Regions from separate parts of the Rattus norvegicus genome. Here region 1 is linked to region 2. Evidence: chromatin contacts called from public Hi-C data. All regions are on one chromosome and are shown on one strand. Each heading gives the region's core, a stretch centred on a gene start, on an enhancer-like site or on the middle of the called end of the contact. The rest is flanking DNA. Distances are from core to core; before and after follow the strand shown.

Region 1 (3,769 bases), core at 283-2,782, 74 kb before region 2:
CCGTTGTTCTGTCTCCTCTGCCACCTCCCTGCCAGACCCTGCTTTCCTTCCCACTCAATCTCTTTCTGCCTCCCATTCCTTCCTCGGTGCACTCTGACACCCAGCTGCCTCCCCGTCTCTCTTCTCCCCTAGACACCGAGCACCCAGGCACAGAGAGGAAGCTTTTCCATTCGTCAGATGATATTTCCGATCATCCCCTGTTCAGGAGACACCCTGAAAGTGGGACAGCCCCAGTCTCAGTGCTCCCTGCCACTGTGTTTTCTCACTCCTGTACCCACAGCCTTGCACAGTGCCTAGGCTTTGGAAAGCAGAAAAGGCCTCCCTTGGTGTTCACTCAGACACAGAGATGTGGGAGCAGGCAGTACAGGAGGCCAGGGCAGGTCCTGAAGCAGTGAGGATAGGGATGGCCAGGGCAGAGCCAGCACCAGCCTCACCTCCCTTACTGTCCACGTCCAGAGGCAACAGGGACGGCCAACTCCAGACAGTGAGAATAGGGACGGTCATTGCTGCCCTGCTCATAACAGAGCAAACATCCATCTTTAAGTTGCCAAGAAGCCAAACCCTGGTAAAATGTATGTTATTGGAGATTATCGGTGATTATTGGAGACTCTCCCCTATATATCATTACCCCTGTGTTCCCTACTAACCTGAGAAGAAAGGAGAAGGCAATTCTCTTAGCGAGCTGGTATTGAGAGCAGCCCCCTCTCCCCCCTTCACATCTTAATTCTGGGCCACTCTGTCAGCTGAGGAAAACCCAGGGTGTGGTACGGGTCCCACAGCGAGGGAAGAGCCAGTGCTTCTGCCGACCAGGCTGGCCCATCTCCAGGCCCTGCTGAGCAGCCCTGGCCTCCTCAGGGCTGGAGTCAGGCGCTGGAATGTGCAGAAGCCATCCGGGTGGACGACTGCACCCTGGCTGCGCCCTAGGGTTCTGGCCAGTTAGCTGGCCTGCTTTGTTCGAGGCTCCAAGGGCTGAGCCCCATGTGTAGGGAAGGAGAGCGTTTGACAGCCACGCACTGCTCCTCCGTGTGCCCATGAACACACAGACAAACGTACAGGATGGACTGAAGCTTTAGTGAGAAGGCACAGCAGGTCCCACAGCCAGCACTATTACTACAAAAGCATCCCTGGGGACCTGTCTCCGGTTGCTGAGGCAGACTGTCCCCTGACGGAGGACCTCTGAATTCACACACAGACCTCGAGCCATGGCGAACACTTCAGGATGGGCTGTGGCCTTGTGCTCCAGTTTCATTGTGTACCAGTCTTCACTTTCCTCTTTCTTCAAACACAAGGTCCTCCAGGGCACTCTGGGAATCCTAGAGCCTGGACGGGCACGGCCTACTGGTCAGCTTTCCTGAGTGGACTCCTGTGAGGCCTGAGGCAACCTGTTCTCTTTTCATCCCTTTCCAACCCAATTCACCACTTCCAAATGCATCTCAATCACCAGACGACACCACCTGAGTTATCTGGTGTTTGGCCAGACGAACTCGGTTGTTCTGTGTAGAGTAGAAAGAGCTTTAAAATGTATTATTAATTGGGGCCAGATTATTTTTGCAACTGTTACTAAGGAAACCTCAATTGCTATAGTAACTGCATATGTTAAACTGGTATCCTATGACTCAACTTCTATTCAGTCACATGGCCAAAGAACCACAAGCCAAGGAAGAGACATATTTCAAAGCGTTTCCAATTTCTTCTTGTTCTCTCTCTCTCTCTCTCTCTCTCTCTCTCTCTCTCTCTCTCTCTCTCTCTCTCTCTCTCGCCATCCCATGTCAAAATATTATGAAGTGTTGGGGGAGTTTAAGAGAGAGGTACTTTTGGAATTTGGTGCATGCCTGACAGATGGGCAGGGGGTCAGCCCTTACTGTAAGCTCTGCATTTCTTCTCTGTCTCAGGGGTGGGGAGGACGCATCCTGGAGCCCCGAGGAGTCAGGAGGTTCCACAGCTCATTAGGAGGCATTCACAGGCAGCCTCAGCATCGCCCTGGGCAAGGTGCTTCTGTAAGCTCCCCGACCTCCCCCTCCCCTTCACCCTAAGGGAATCTGGCCTTCCTGAGGGCCAGTGTTTTCACCTGCTAAAGAGAACAGGGAAAGTGTGTATCTAATTCACCCACAGTGCCCTGCAGATTAAATGCATTAGCTTTGGAGGAGTTTAGTGTGAGGCTGCATGGACCCTGAACAATGGGGAGGTTTTAGCTCTCCTCACTCCTTCTTGGTTTGTGTTTGTGGTCCCAAGCTCAAAGCTCATAATTAGGGGAGACACTGAAAAACCGAATTTTTTTCTTTTTCTTTTTTTTGTTTGTTGGGTTTTTTGTTTTTCTTTTCTTTCTTTTTCTTTTTCTTTTTACAGAGTTTCTCTGTGTGACAGTCCCTGGATGTCCTGGATTTGCTTTGTAGACCGGGATAGCCTTGAACTCACAGAGACCTATCTGCCTCTGCCTCCAGAGTGGTTACACCCAATACAACTAAATTTTTTTTTAAATTAATTTTTAAATTTACTTTATATCCCAATCACAGCTCCACCACCGAACTTTTTACAAGTATTACAGACAGGGCCATCAAGATGGCTCAGAGGATACGGCGCCTGCTGCCAAAATCCAAGGACCCAAGGAAGGAGAAAACTGACTCCTGAGAGTTGTTCTCTAACCTCCACGTGTATCCTATTTCATGTACCTGCCTTCTCCGCACCATATATATGCAAAATAAATAAAACTAATAGAATAAAGTTAATTCTAGGTTAGCAGAAAGGCCCAAGGTCCAATTACCAGCAACCATATAGAAACCCACAATTGTCTGTAACTCCAGGTCAGGTTATCCAATACCCTCTTCTGGTACCAGGCATACACAAAGTATACAGACATACATGCAGGCAAAACACCCATATTCACAAAGTATTAATAAGCAAAACCCAAAAAATCCTAAGCACTATGGATCAGCAGTGTGAGATCCTTTGGGTGGATTTCTCAGAAACAGACTCTCAGACCTACTGCATCACGATCTTCACGAGAACAAGGTTCATGGAGATCCAGACGTGCCTTCAGCCTGGGAAACCCAGAGTGTGGCTGCTCAGCACGTGAACTTGGGAGAGCCAATGAATGCAGAGGTAAAAGTAAGTAAAGACATGCAAAGGTAGGCTTGGTCGGTCCCCTCCAGGAGAGGAGAGAATGCAGCAGCAGCAGGAGGGCCAGGCAGGCTGGATGGCAATGCTGGCCCAAGCAGTACACAGTACACTGCAGCGTCTGGGCAGCTTTCTTCCCAGGACGATCAAGGCTAAGGGAATCTGTCAGTCCTTGAAGGCTGCTTTGCTGGGAGGCAGAGGAAGGCTACAGGGAGGACGGAGAGTGAAATGAGGACTCAGCAGCAGAGAGCGGCAGTTGCTTCCCTAGCCAACCTGCCCGAACTTTGGATGAGTTTTATGTGTGCACTGCTCATGCGGAAGGCACTTACTCCTTAGTAAATGATTCTCCTTAAACTCAACCATAACTGCCTTACATCAAAGGCCATTTTTAAAAGGACTCCTCTTCGTGCAAATGCCTGGGCAACAGCTATGACCCAATGATTGCTAATCACATTAACTAATAGGTGACTGAATTAAAAACCCAATTAATCTCTTTTAATAATTTTTTTTTTTATTAACTTGAGTATTTCTTATATACATTTCGAGTGTTATTCCCTTTCCCGGTTTCCGGGCAAACATCCCCCTCCCCCCTCCCCTTCAATTAATCTCTTAAAATTAATTCTGACTGTGATGAAAGAGCGAGAACCTAGCAAAA
Region 2 (3,649 bases), core at 668-3,167:
CTCCACTTTCACACAGATCTGGCTTTCCACCCCAGGAACCCTTTCCAGTCACCTGGAATCCTCCAGGGCCTCTCAGGGGTGGGTGGAGTGGGGTGGAGGGAAAATAACTGCACTCTCTGGGTGCCGGGGTCCCAGCTCCCCTCCACAGAGGGACCTGGAGAGGGGGACAGCAGGGAGACCAGCAGGCAGCCTCACATTTCCTCAACAGCCAAAAAGGAAAAAAGAAAGAAACAAAAGACACAAATGTCATAGTTCCTTGTCTTCCCATTGGTGGCTCCTCCTGCCCTGAGCCCCACCCTCAACCACACAGCCAAGCCTGGGAAGCGCGGTGCGTGCGGGGGTGGGGCTTTCCCAGTGAGTGTCCTTTTCAATCTCCATGAATCAGCAGTCGGTGATTCAAGCTGAGATCCAGTGACAAACGCTGGACGGCACACATAAATATCGTCTCTAAAGAGGCTGGCCAGGAGAAGCCCGCCTCCTGACTTCCTTTACCTGAGCACCCAGGAGACATGGGAATTCTGCACCCTAACAACAGGCCAGACTGACCAAACTCCCAGCCACACGTGTGCTGGGCAGGGAAGGGCTGGCACTAATGAGCTCTCAATCCAGGGACTTTGGTTTTACTGCTCTGAGGAGGTTACCAGAATGCCAAGATTTGGTTTTGGGTTTTTTTTTTTTTTTTTTTTTTTTTTTTGTTGTTTTAAGATGCCTTAATGATACCAACCTATGCCTAAGTTTGAGTACCTCCGAATGAACACATGGATTGAAGCTTCAAACATGTTGCGAGGCAATCAAGATTTCTTTCAGGACATCTTACATCCCTTAAATGCAGACTCACTGAGACTCCCGTGAGAATCAAGATGAAACTGAGATGGGAATTCAAGACTCTAAAGTCCATCCTCATTCCTGATGCCAGTTAACTTTTATAAGGGTGCAGGTAATTCAGAGTCATCCTCCACGGATAAATTCTGTAAGTGCAAGAAACCTAGCATGGAGAAGCAAGTGGCCAGCAGCAGTAACTTCTCTGAATGCAAAGTCACACAGAGAAGGTAGGGGGTGTGTCCATTCTTGAGTGCTGAGGTGAGAATGCACCAGGTGCCAGCTATGGGGTTTATGATAAACCAGGGCACTGGAAAATACACAGTGGAGATTACTTAAACCAAGAAGAGACAAGGGGTTGGGACTCTGTACTGGGGATGGAGGCCTGCAGAGAGGCTCACTTCTGAGACCACAGTTTCTTCCTCCTACTCTGGGCTTCCAGACTTTTTCTCTGAGGGCATGGAAAACCAATCTGACCACACCCCCTGACCAGGCAGCTCCCTATCTTCAGCTTCACCTCCTGCAAGGACTGAGCTAGGCTTCCTCGGTGAGGAGACACAGGAACTAGTGTCTTCAATACACACTTAGCCTACAGACTTCTTAGGCAAAACAAAGCATCCTTTCAACCCCCATCCCACCCACTCCCACCTTCCCCTCCAAAAACAACAATTAAAAAAAAAAAGCACAGTCGTTCATGAAAGCACCATTTCCAACACAGTTAGGAATTATGTTGTAACTTCCCAGGAACCGATGCAGACCAACACAAAAGTAAAGACACTGGAAGCTCTCAACCCACTCACCATCCCTAAGGCACAGCGTTCCAAGTGAGGGGCTTCACCCAAAGGCCCAGGGCAGCTTAAAGACAACCAGAATTCCACCCTTCTTTCTGGGTCAGAAACAAACAGACCCTCTTGGAACTTTAATCCACTCTGTCACACTATGGCTACCCCCTTCTGCCTCCCGAAACCCAGTGTTGATGGGAGAGAACCACAAGGAATTAGCAATGAGATCGGGTTAAACTTTCACAGCTATAGAACTGATAAGCAGTCACTTACCCAGCACAGCCAGACAGCTCAACACTGGGAAAAAGCACTTCATGTCTGCGGCGGCGGCGGCGGCAGCAGGAAAAGGACACAGCACAGGGCACCGTGCTTTTCCCACTGCCTAATCTCTCATTACTGCCAATCCACTTATAGCTCCAGGGGAACAGTTTGGAAACAGAACTTCACGGGGAAAATGAGAGCCAGTCAAAGACAGAGTAGTCAGAAGGAGGGAGTTGGGGGCCGGAGAGGGGAGTGGCATGTGCAAGAGTCCTTTACGCCTAAGGCAGGGTCCAGAGCAATTCCGAAGGCGCTCTAGGTTTCTGCTACACTGTATATGCCTTGCAGTCTCCACCGGAACTGTAGATTCTGGTGGATTAATTCTCGAGGAAAATGGGAGGAAAGAGAGTCTGAGAAAATCCTTTCATGCGCTGATTATACAGAAATGTCCTTGGCTTCGCACTGAAGGTGTCTGAAATCTCTCATTCGGATCCCCCAAAGGGAACCAGGCAGGTTTTGTCAAAACCCGAGACAGCCAAAACACCCTTACTGGTAAAGACACTTTGGATTTCTTCATCAAAAAGTCCATCTCCATCCATGGTGATAGGTCACCGTGCCGTCACCTGCCCCAGAACCTCCCAGGGCATACGAAGTAAGCTGGCATTTGGTAGCCCGAGAGTGGTCCCACAAAAGCCCGCAGATTCCTAAAACAAACACAACAGACATTTATCTAAGGCCAACACAACCGCCGCAAAACCGAGAGAGGCCAAAGCGCCCGACTGGCCAGCCCAGCTACCTGGGTCCCCTCCCTGGCCGAGGGCAGCCCATGTGTGCATCCTGACCTTGTACAAATCTTACCTTCTGTGCCCTACGCCTCAGTTTCCCCGCCCAGAGCAGGGCAATTATGATTGTTCTCAAAACACTTTCACCAAATGCCTCTCTTACTCGCGGGCTTTCCCGTCGCGGTCTACGGAGCGGGGCGCGGCGGGCAGCCCCACCCTCCGCAGCGCGGGTCGCCACGGGGCTGGCGCGGGGCCGCGACTCCGGGCACGGGCCGTGGGAGCTGGGGCGCGCCGCGTCCCAGGTGGCCCGCTATTGTTTTACCTCCCCGGCGATTGAGTCTGAGACACTGGCAAAGAAAAGGCTCGGAGAAGGGGACTCGGGGCTCCGCTCGCTGTAGGCTGAGCCTGCTCCGCGCGACACGGGTCCAATGGAGAAAAGGGGCTTGGGCCCGGGGCGGGACGCCGATCGCCACGCCACGGTCCCCGCGCCCCCGACCCCGATCCGCGCCCGCCCGCGCTCACCTCGCCCGGAGCCCCGCAGCTCCCAGCAACCGAACGGTCGCCCGTCTGTGTCCCGCACGCCTCCCAAGACGCGCCGCTTCCTCCTCGCCTCCCGCAGCGGCTCAGGCCGTCCTGCTCCCGCCCCGCCCCAGGCCCCGCCCTCTAGCTCCGGCCTGGCCCGCAGCTCCCCGCGAGGCGAGCAGAGGAGAAGGCGGTGGCCTCACGGGGACACGCCCCCACTACGCCCCGCCCACCGTCCCAGCGCTCTGGCTGCACCCGCCAGCAGCTGCGGACCACCTGGGACGAGCTGATGGAAAGTTAACCCGGGGTTCGCGCACCAAGGGCCCTTCCCAAAGCCCAGACTCCAGGAGACACGTCGTTTGCCCGATAAACAATAGCAAAACGCTTCGGCTGGAGACTTGAATCTATTTTTATAATGAACCTCCACATTGTGCTTCACTCTAGCATAGAATCTGGACCCCAAAGACAAGCTGGGTTCATAGCTGT

The links. Hi-C and Micro-C count contacts between places; a contact is called where the count stands out from the background.
Region 1: a contact with region 2 is called in a Hi-C map of the Rat2 cell line, with 3 times the contacts expected there. The contact joins the enhancer-like site here to the promoter of Igsf3 in region 2. A contact is called at or near these places in 12 of 12 Hi-C or Micro-C datasets (the A7r5 cell line, the Rat2 cell line, Schwann cells and 7 more).

What each region holds. Positions count from the first base shown.
Region 1 is chr2:191,572,789-191,576,557 of GRCr8, reverse strand. The region is part of intron 5 of Igsf3 (immunoglobulin superfamily, member 3); the gene reads right to left. Among named protein-coding and RNA genes, the nearest start is that of Igsf3, 73 kb to the right of the region's middle. Within about 2 kb of position 1,532, at least 26 of the 93 cell types and tissues checked have an H3K27ac peak or open chromatin away from gene starts, as enhancers often do. A contact at or near this core is called in the A7r5 cell line and Schwann cells, where this site is marked.
Region 2 is chr2:191,499,678-191,503,326 of GRCr8, reverse strand. It overlaps Igsf3 (immunoglobulin superfamily, member 3), which reads right to left and starts at 1,917. Exons shown (of 9, transcript NM_001106455.2): 1 at 1,875-1,917. The coding sequence starts at 1,917.